Linked DNA regions of Mus musculus: region 1 is linked to region 2. Evidence: chromatin contacts called from public Hi-C data. All regions are on one chromosome and are shown on one strand. The core of a region is the stretch at or near the end of the contact, and the rest is flanking DNA. Distances in the headings are between cores, read along the strand shown. Region 1 holds the start of Hp1bp3 (heterochromatin protein 1, binding protein 3). Region 2 holds the start of Srsf4 (serine and arginine-rich splicing factor 4).

Region 1 (5,056 bases), core at 759-3,258, 6.3 Mb before region 2:
CCTAAATTGTTTTAATACAGGCAGTAAAAACTTGCAGAAGTAGAAAGCCCAATTCCATGGTGGTAGTTTATGCCATTAGAAAAGGCAGCCGGTCTGGGGCTACGGCATGTATTTCAAATTACTGCGTCAGCATTTTTAGCAAGAGTGTCACCATAAACTCCATGTAATATGCATCCTTTCTAATGTCACTAACAGACCAGTAAATCCCTCACACAGCTCCCAGGCTTTTCCTCACTCAGATAAAACATCGTGATTGCTAGCGACTTTCCCATTTCATTAAGTAGCATGTAGTGATATCTATCACGGCCAGGGATAGAGGCCGATCAAACACACAGCTCCACAGGGCTCCAGTTTAGACTTGCATCTGCACAGGCCTCAGTAACTTCCTAGTCAGCGTCCAGGGGTCCACCTCCTAAGTAAGTATGAAAGCTAGGGCTAAGAACCTCAATCTTAACCCTACTACATGTGTACTCTCCGGTGTCAGTTCACAGTAGCACCCCCTGCACTCACACACAGGAGGCTGAGGCAGGAGGAGCACAGAGTCCCAAGGAAGCATTAGGGAGACCACCTCAAAAACAAAATTTGAGAGCAGCTTTGAACAAATCACTCTGAAACTGAAAGCTCGTGGCAGCCTTATATGGCCTATGCTGAAGATAAAATTGAAGATAAAATAAAAATTAAAAACTTCAAACGATTTCCTAATAGCTTCTAGGCCCTTCTGGCTAAGATCAAATGCAGAATGACTCTCTAGACACATTTCACGTCTAAGATGCTTGCGTATGAGGTCCAGGTCTAATAAGACTCGTTCTCCAAAGCAACGGGCAGTCGGAGAAGGGCAGTAAAGCAGCCTGGGGGAGAAGTCATGAGCACTTCTGGCTGTGAAGGAGGGTTTAGCTCAAGGGCGTTAAGGAAAACTGCCTGCTTAAGTCTGGATCGACTCGGGCCTAGGCTTAAGACGGCTGCCACTGACAATCCTGCGCCGGCCTGGGGAGCGCGGCGGAGGCCGGGGGAGGTGTAGGCTCGCGGGGGACACAGAAGCGCAAGGCCGTCGGGGTAGCGGCGGCGGCGACAGCAGCGAAGCGACAGCGCCCAGAGGCTGAGCATCGCCCGGAGGAGCAGCGAAGACAAAGGCGGGAGCGAGCGGCTGCGCGACAGAGAGCCGTGGCGGTGACAGCGCAGGGCTAGCGGGAGTGGGGAGTAAGATGGGCGCGGGACTGCTGAGGGCGGCGGCGGAGGTACCGCGCAGAGACCACGCCGCGCTCCTGGCTGCGGGGACCCGGCGGCGACCAGCGGCGACCGGCGTGGCCTCAGCTCTGCACACTCACCACTGGGGACTCCGTAATGGCGGCCACGGCGGCGGCGGGGGCGGAGAAGCCGGGAGGGCGGGCCCGCCGCAGCCACTCACTAGTGCCGGCATCTTTCGAACCGGGCTTGAAGACAAGTTGACAGTAGGCCGAGGGGAGGAGGGCGCGGCGGAAGTCGGGCCACAGGCCTCGGAGCATGCGCAAGCCCGCAGCCAATAGGGCTCCGCGGCGCACGCCGGAGCATGCGCACTGAGACAAGCACGGAGGGGGGGTGGGCCCGACCCGAGAAGAGCTGCCCCTCCTCCCCAAGTCCAAACAAAACAAGGGCGGGAGCGCGCGCCGCGGGGCCCGAGTGGCCCGCGCGCCAGGGGCAGGGGCCGGGTGGCGGGCGCGACGCGAGAGGGCGCAGCGGCCGCGGCGGACGGACAAAAGCCGCCGGCCTTCGGTGCCCGCGTCCCGCCTCTTGCGCCCGGGCAGCGGCGTCAGCGCCCAGGCCGGTGGCCCTCCGCTACTCACTCGCGCACGGAGCTCGCGCCCACTCCCTGCGCGCCGGGTCCGGGTCCATCCCGCGTTACCTCTGAGCTCCGGCGCCCGCGTTCCCGTACGGCCTCTCGGCGTTGCCGCGGACCACCGATCGCCGACTCGCGACACCGCTGTCCTCCAGGCCGGGCACCGAGCTCTGCCGCCCCGCCCCCCTGCCCGCGGCCTCACGCGCGCGCCCCCGCGCCGGCCCCGCCCCCGCGCGCGCCCGCCAAGTGGGTCCCCGGGCGGGCGCGCAGGGGCGCGACAGGGCGCTCGTGGGGGAGGTGGGGGGGAACGGCGGACGACGGGAGGCAGAGCGTGGCTGGGAGCGCTAGCTTCCTGGCTGCGTCCTGCGTGCTCGGCGCAGTCTCTGTCTCCGACCCCGAGTCCTTCGGGTTTGGGGTTCCAGCCTCCCTTTAGCCCTGGAAGACGGTGCTAGACAACAACAGCCACTTCCTGAGTCCACAGGGAATTGGCAGTGTAGTGAGCAAGGACTGGTCATACACGGCCTGGAAGATGCGTGAGCCGGGCTGCCCCCAGCTTCTTGATTTGCATGCACAGACAGCTTCCCCACCCCCAGCACCCAAAAGAAACCACGGAATTAGAAGGGAGTCGCCTTTTATTTGGCACTTTACGTTGAGATCTGCCTATTCATGTAATGTGCACACCACCGCCTTTGAAAATTGTAGTTCTTGGGGCTGAAGAAGTAGTTTAGTTGTTAGTATGTGTCTAGTCTGAAGAAAGCCCTGGGTGCCATCGCCAGCACCTAGAGCCCAGTGTGATGACGCAGACTCAATAGGTGGCATCAAGAGGATCGAAATTTCAAGGCCATTTTGGGTAGGTAACCAACCTGAGGCCAGCTTGGAATGCACGAGAGCCTGTGTAAAGAAGGAAAAGGAAATGAAGGATTGCAGGTGTAGTTCTTCAAAGCCACTTTGGAAAAATTCAATGTACCTCAAGTAGCCGGAGTCTTGTGGGTATCGGCCTGGTACATGCATGGCACCGCAACTGCAGGTCAATCAAAGCGCTTATTACGGAAACCAATTAGACACACTTTCAGTCCTCTCCACCTGCCAGAGTGGCTGAAACTCCAAGGGTTCTAAGAAGATTAAATAAATCACCCCACCAAAAATTCCTCCCTGGTGAGCGTCTGTACTAGTGACATCACCCATTCCCCTGAACACTGGGATCATGGGCAATCTCTTCAAAGGGATTTATGGGGAGGATCTGAGAGGATTTGGAGAGGAGGGGACCTGATCAAGTATGTCATATGAAAAAAAAATTAAATATTAAAAAGGGATTTTGGTCTTTTTGAAGAATTCTGTTTTAAAACCATCTTTTAATTTTTTATATGTGTGTGTACCTGTTTGTATGTGTTCCGGGTGTGTGCAGATGTCTAAGGATTGTCTGCACTCCTGGGAATTGAGTTAGTAGGTTGTAAGCTGTCTGATGTGGGTGCTGGGAACCAAACCGAGATCCTCTACAAGAGCAAGGGACCTCAGCCACGGAGACACCTGTCCCCATCCCACTTTTATGTATTGGCATAATTGGGAACTTGCTACATTTGGTGTGTGTCCTTGTTTGAGACAGGATCTCTCTATGTAGTTTTGCCTGTTGACATTTCATCTAGGCTATGTCCCACAGTTACCTGGCAATAGCCAGGTGTGTCTAACTCACTAAAAAAGGCGCTTCTTTGCCCCCTCCTCGATCTCTTGCTCTTGCTCTGACCTCTCACCCCTTGCCCCTCCCTCTCCACATGGTCATAACCTGCCCCCCCCTCTTTCTCTGCCTTCCAACTCCCCTCCCCATGCCCTGAATAAACCCTATTCTATACACTACATCCATCTATGGCTGGTCTCTCAGGGGGAAGGGATGCCTCAGCATGGGCCCACAGAGACACCCCCTTATCTCACATTATACCTGGCCTCTATCAAACATATCCCTGGTTTCTCTATTTTTATAAAATACAACATTGCCTGGCCTGGAGCTTACTATGTAGATCAGAGTGGCCTCAAAGTCACATTTTTAAGTCCTACCTCATGCAAGATGAGCCCAATAAGAATTGAGAGACATACAGAGTTTTGCCTAAGATTTAAGAACAAACAAACAAACAAACAACTCTTATGTAGAAGAAAGCAAAATGATAGGACAAAAATTTCAAGAACATAAAACCAAGTTCTTGCCAAAACCTGAGTGTCATACGTTTCAAGAAAATACTTGGAACCTGGTACAATGGGACCATCCCTTTGATCACAGTACTCAGAAGGCAGAGTGGGGCAGATCTCTCGAAGTTCAAGGTTAGCTTTGTCTACTTAGTTCCAGGACAGTCAAGGCTATGTGACCCTGTCTTGAAAAATCAAACCCTGAGGAAGTCACTCTCTAGATTTCAACAAAAGCTAAGGTATGTTTAACTTAGCATATAGCAAGTTTTGCAGAATCCACAGCCTGTTGTTAAGGCAATAATTGTTTTTTTCTCCCTCCCGAGTCCTTAGATGTAGACCTGTAGGACACAAAAGTCTGTTGGACTAAAACTTCATGTTTGTATAGAAAAGAGGGGGTGACTTTAGAGTTAGGCATAAAGATGGATAAAGATGAAGCAACAGCTGACTGACTCGCAGAGTTCCAGCCCAGAACCCAGTGGTGCAGTCACAAGGCTGAGCACAGAACAATGCTTACCGTCTTAGTCATAGCTCATATTTACTTCAAGAGCTCTGAAGAATAAACTTTGGATGTCAGGGAGGGAGAGGTTTCTGTTTCCAATGGAGTGACTCATTTCTTTGCAAGAGTTGTGGTGGCAGGACTGCAGTTTCAGGCTTGGGTTCCTTCAGGGTGTCCAGTATGAATGAGACTGGGGTTGGCGGTATGTCACTTGATTTTCCTGATGTCCAGCCAGAAGACTGGACAGTGACTCTCAATTACTGGCTCTTGAGATGGGAGAGTAACAGAATTGACCATTCATATCTATCTAGAGAAGGAAATGGAGGCTAGGGAAAGGGCCCATAGGAGTTTCTGTTATTGTTTGTGATGTCACTGACGCCAGATAAGCAGTATGCCTGGACACCCTTCCTCCCCATTACACATTCTCCGTTTACTGGTGGCCATAGTTATAACTCCTTTTTAGCATAATAATCAACCTTGAAAGTTCTTCTCAAAACTTTTGTATTCCAGGGTTAGGGATGTATATAGCTCAGTGGTAGACTATTTGCCTGGCCTGAGAAAGATCCTAGGTT
Region 2 (4,676 bases), core at 1,202-3,701:
TCCCATGTGGGTGCTGAGAATTGAACCCAGGTCCTCTGGGAACACAGCCAGTGACTCTAATGATGGAGCCATCTCTCCAATCCCCTAGTGTAAAACCTTTAATAGTTGTTTCTGGTCTGGTGTTAAATTTCTAGGTCTTAACAGCTAGACTGTTAAGAGTTGGTCCTTACTGGACCACTTCTTCACCAATTCCAACATAACATATTTCTGGACATTTCTCTTTCTTCATTTCAAGTCCTAGTAAATCCATACTTCAAAGCTCATTTTAAGAAAAATCTATTCTGGGCTGGAGAGATGGCTCAGTGGTTAAGAGCACTGGCTGCTCTTCCAGAGGACCTGGGTTCAATTCCCAGCAACCAATGGCAGCTCACAACGGTCTTCAACTCCAGTTCCAGGGGATCTGAGACCCTCACACAGACATACACGCAAGCAAAACATCAATGCACATAAAAGTAAAAATAATAGAAAAAGAAAATCAATTTTAGTAAACTATCCTACATTTTAGTTGTCTGAGTTTTAAGTGAGAACAAGCATTCCTTGACTCAAAAGGCATGTCAGTCACAGCAGGTTAGTCAGAAACTGTTCTGTCTCCTTCCTCAATTCCTGCAGTGCAGCTGTTGCAGTGCAGGGGATCCTGTTGGCGCATTAGTAACCCGAGCAAGTGATCAGTTTTGCCCTACTACCTTTTTCAACACTCACCCACTCCTTGAGAAAAGAGACCTCACCAAATATACTGCTAGCAAACACTAAGGGGCTAAGATGCTGCTTAATGACTCTATTACAGAGGATGGCGAAAGCTTTATACTTTTTCTACCTGACCTTCCTTTTTATGAATGAGAAAACAGGTTCAGAGAAACTAAGTCACTTGCTCAAAGAAACTTAAATTGAGGAGCAAGGTTTGACTCAGACTTATCTGTCTTCCAAACCCCTTGTTTTTCCCCTACAAAAGGGAGGGGGTAAGGGGGGTCGGTTAATCTCTCACATGTAAGGTTAAATATCACAAAAACAATACTCTCATGCCAGCTGGTTCGCTCTGTAAGAACAAAAATGAGAAATTGTCTTTGTGAATCGAATCCAGGATTCATAAACATTTTATCGAAGTCTTGTTCTCAGCAAGGAGAGTCTTTTAAGTGTCAATTATTCGAAATCTAGACAGCTTTGAGAACCTGCTGGTTCATTTGCCATTCATACTAAAGTGTATGTCTTCTCAAATGTCAATTACTACTGGTCTCATTGGACCAAACACAAAGTCGAAAAAAACAAAACAGGCAAGAAATAAACACAGCAAAAACCAAGGGTTCCCCTAACACCCAAGGTTTAGTGCTTCCGACGCCGTTCCGGTGCTTAATGCCTTTCAAGTCCTACCTAATAATTCTCAGCTCCCAAGCAAAAGATGCTCGTACAATCTCTAGGCATGACAACTCACCCGTTTTCCCCGAACCTGGTAGTCCCTGCTAGCCTTGCTTCGCCAAAGCAGATTAGAAATACAAGCCCAGATTGTACGGGGAAAGCTGTTAAGTAGGCAATTTGGAGATGTGTCTCCACTTGCACCAGCAGCCGACGCAGACCTGGCCAGGATGGCCCTTACCCACTCAAAAAATCCTACGACAGCAATCATTTTCCGGCAAGTTGGAGAGCCGAAACCACAACGTGGAAAACTCTGTAAGGACTCCCCAAGATAACGAGCTAGGACTTTAATTTACTCTCGGAAAGGGAGCGGTCAAGGCTTGAAGCGCGGCAAGCCAGTACTTTCGAAACTGTCACTGCACTACAAAAACTAGTGTCTCCCGCCCAAAGTGTGGCACGCGAAAAAGCCAGAGCTCCAGTCCTCAGAAACACACGCCGGGAAGCCTCTGGCCGGTCAGGCTGGGGAACGGGGAGAAGAGGGCCGGAACCCTCATCTGCTCCTGGCAGCCCCAGAGCGGGAAAGGGCCGCCTCGGACCCATAGTCCAGCGACGGAAACCCAGGCCTCCCCGGCGCCCGGAGCCCCAGTCTAACCCGGGCCTCCGTCCCCATTATCCCGCCACCACCCCCGCCCGCGCAGGCGCAGTGGGAGCCGGGCCTACCCGCGCCCCCGAGGCACCGCCGCCATGGCGGAGCGGAGGAGGCCGGCGGCGGCTTAGCGCCCAGCGAGCGCCGCGCTCGCGTCCCCGCGGCCTCCTAGCCACAGCCGCGGCCCTGTCAGCCCCCCGGCCGGCCCCTCCGCCGCCCTCCTCACCCGTTCTTCAGATCCACCTCCAGGATCTTCCCGTAGCCCTTAAAGAAGCGCTCCACATCGCGCTCCCGGGCCTGGTAGCTCAGGCGGCCGATGTACACCCGCGGCATTCCGGCGGCGGCAGCTGGCCCCGGCCCCCCTCAGGCGGCGGCCGGCGAAGGGAAAACGCGGCGGCGGCGGTAACGGGCGGGCGGCGGGACGGACGCAGCCGAAGCCCGGCGACGTACGCGAGCACGCAGCTCGAGAACGCGCGCCCCCGTCTCCCTACCCCCCCCCCCCCGGCGGAGGGGAACGGGAGGGAGCGCGCGCCCGCTTCCCGCCTGGTCAGGGGCGGGGGCGGGGCTTTACTGGAGGCGCGCCGGCGCGGGGCGGGACCTGGCCGAGTGAGCGACAGCTGCAGCACGTCCTCTCGCGAGCTCGCCGTGGCAGCGGCACTTCCCCCGGAAGTGCCTGCGCGGGTGCGCGCCGAGCGGGTGTTCCCGCCTTTGTCCTTTGCTCTGGTAGACTTTCTGTTTTGGGGTGGTTTTCGGTAAACGTCCCTGTGGGAAGTTAGTGGATCCATGACCTTGGGCCCATTTTCCTTTCTCTCGGATCTTTGAGTCTCTTTTATCTTCCTTGTACTTTCAGGGTTGTCTCTACAGTGTCGATACTAGGTATGTAAAAGTGTTCCAATAATTGGTTCGGTATTATTTTGCGGTGTTGTGGATCGAACTCAGGGCCATACGGATGTTAACAAGTGCCCTATCTCTGAGTTACATCTCAGATTTAATTTTTATTTTTTAAAGCACTGACTGCCAGAGGTCCTGAGTTCAATTGCCAGCAACCACATGGTGGCTCACAACCATCTGTAATGGGAATCGGATGCCCTCTTCTAGGGTGTCTGTCTAAAAACAGCTACACTGTACTCATACACATAAAATAAATCCTTAAACAAAAAAGTTCTGACTGTCCTAGAAATAGCCCTGTAGACCAGGCTGGCCTGAAACTTTGCCTGTCTGCCTATTGGCTGGGATTAAAAGCATGTGCCAAACTATGTCCGTTCAGTTTAGTGCCTTGTAGTTAGATTAAGCACGACAGAAAATTACTATTTTCTTTTTTTGTTTATTCATTTTGAGAAAGGGTTTTTCTGTATATCCCCGGCTGTCCCGGAACTCCCTCTGTGGACCAGGCTGGCTTCAAACCTGCCTGCTTCCCAAGTGCTAGAGTTAAAGGTGTACCCCATCTCTGCCAGCTCAGAAAAAATTTCTAACCTGCAAGATTATAATCTATAGATGTCCAGTGTATTGCCAAAATAACCAAATGTAATGAACTGTGCTGGGGCATGTGGGTGCTCAGTAATGAAAGGTTCCTTTTCAGCTTTGCCCAGGAATCACTGAGGGGTTTAGTCTCTTTACTGCATTTCCACTTTAACTGATGTGCTGGGTAAAGTTTTCTCTTCTGCATCTTCTGCTTTCCTTTCTAGAGGCAGTTTCTTAAGTATTCCTTTAGAAGTTAATTTACCATACAGCACTTGGCTTTTCTTTTTTAAGACAAGAACTTTCTATGTCTAATGGCCTTTGACTAACCTGTAAAAGCCTTTCTAAGAACTGTGATTGTCAATTGCAGGTGTGCATCACACCTGATTTTTTTTTTTTTTTTTTTTTTTTTTTTTGAGACAGGGTTTCTCTGTATAGCCCTGACTGTCCTGGAACTCACTCTGTAGACCAGGCTGGCCTCGAACTCAGAAATCCACCTGCCTCTGCCTCCCGAGTGCTGGGATTAAAGGCGTGCACCACCACGCCCGGCTTACACCTGATTTTTGTCTCACTATATTTTAGTCATTTCAGAAGCATATGAAAAGCACTTAAGACCATTTTGTCTTATAACACACTTTTTTATACACAGTAACTTACCTAGTCACTATTCTAGTGAAGAATTGAGACAGGGTCCAACCTTTGGTTTTTAGAATTGCCACAATCAGTGACCATGTATATTCAAATAGTATCTATCCTGGAAATGGGAATGTCATTAAGGACATACTTCTGGCAGAACACTTGTCTAACCTAGCCTTGATCCTCAGCATCGCCTAGACATACAACTTGGGAAGTAGGAGTACTAGGTTAAAGGGTATAGGCATTTGACTTAGGGACAGTCTCACTTCTTATCCTCAGCTGGCCTTGGATTTACAGCAGCTCTCTTGCCTCAGCTTCCTGAGTGCTGAGGGTTGCAGGCATGGATCACAGGGCCTGCTTCAGCATGTGTAACATGGTAGCTGTTGGGTCTCAAATACTCAACGTATTATCAATGTTTTGATTTAGCCAGGTGATGGTGGCCCATGCCTTTAATCCCAGCACTAAGGAGGCAGAGGCAGGCAGATTTCTGAGTTCTAGGTCAGCCTGATCTACAGAGCAAGTTCCAGTACAGCTAAGGCTACACAGAGAAACCCCGTCTTGAAAAAAAGTTTGTCAATCCAGCGAAGAG

Evidence for each region. A called contact is a pair of places that touch in the nucleus more often than the background predicts.
Region 1: a Hi-C map of double positive thymocytes shows a contact between it and region 2, with 7 times the contacts expected there. The contact joins the promoter of Hp1bp3 here to the promoter of Srsf4 in region 2. A contact is called at or near these places in 2 of 484 Hi-C or Micro-C datasets (CD4 T cells and double positive thymocytes).

Annotation. Positions count from the first base shown.
Region 1 is chr4:138,213,564-138,218,619 of GRCm38.p6, reverse strand. It overlaps Hp1bp3 (heterochromatin protein 1, binding protein 3), which reads right to left and starts at 2,008. Exons shown (of 13, transcript NM_010470.3): 1 at 1,880-2,008.
Region 2 is chr4:131,871,414-131,876,089 of GRCm38.p6, reverse strand. It overlaps Srsf4 (serine and arginine-rich splicing factor 4), which reads right to left and starts at 2,451. Exons shown (of 6, transcript NM_020587.2): 1 at 2,220-2,451. The coding sequence starts at 2,326.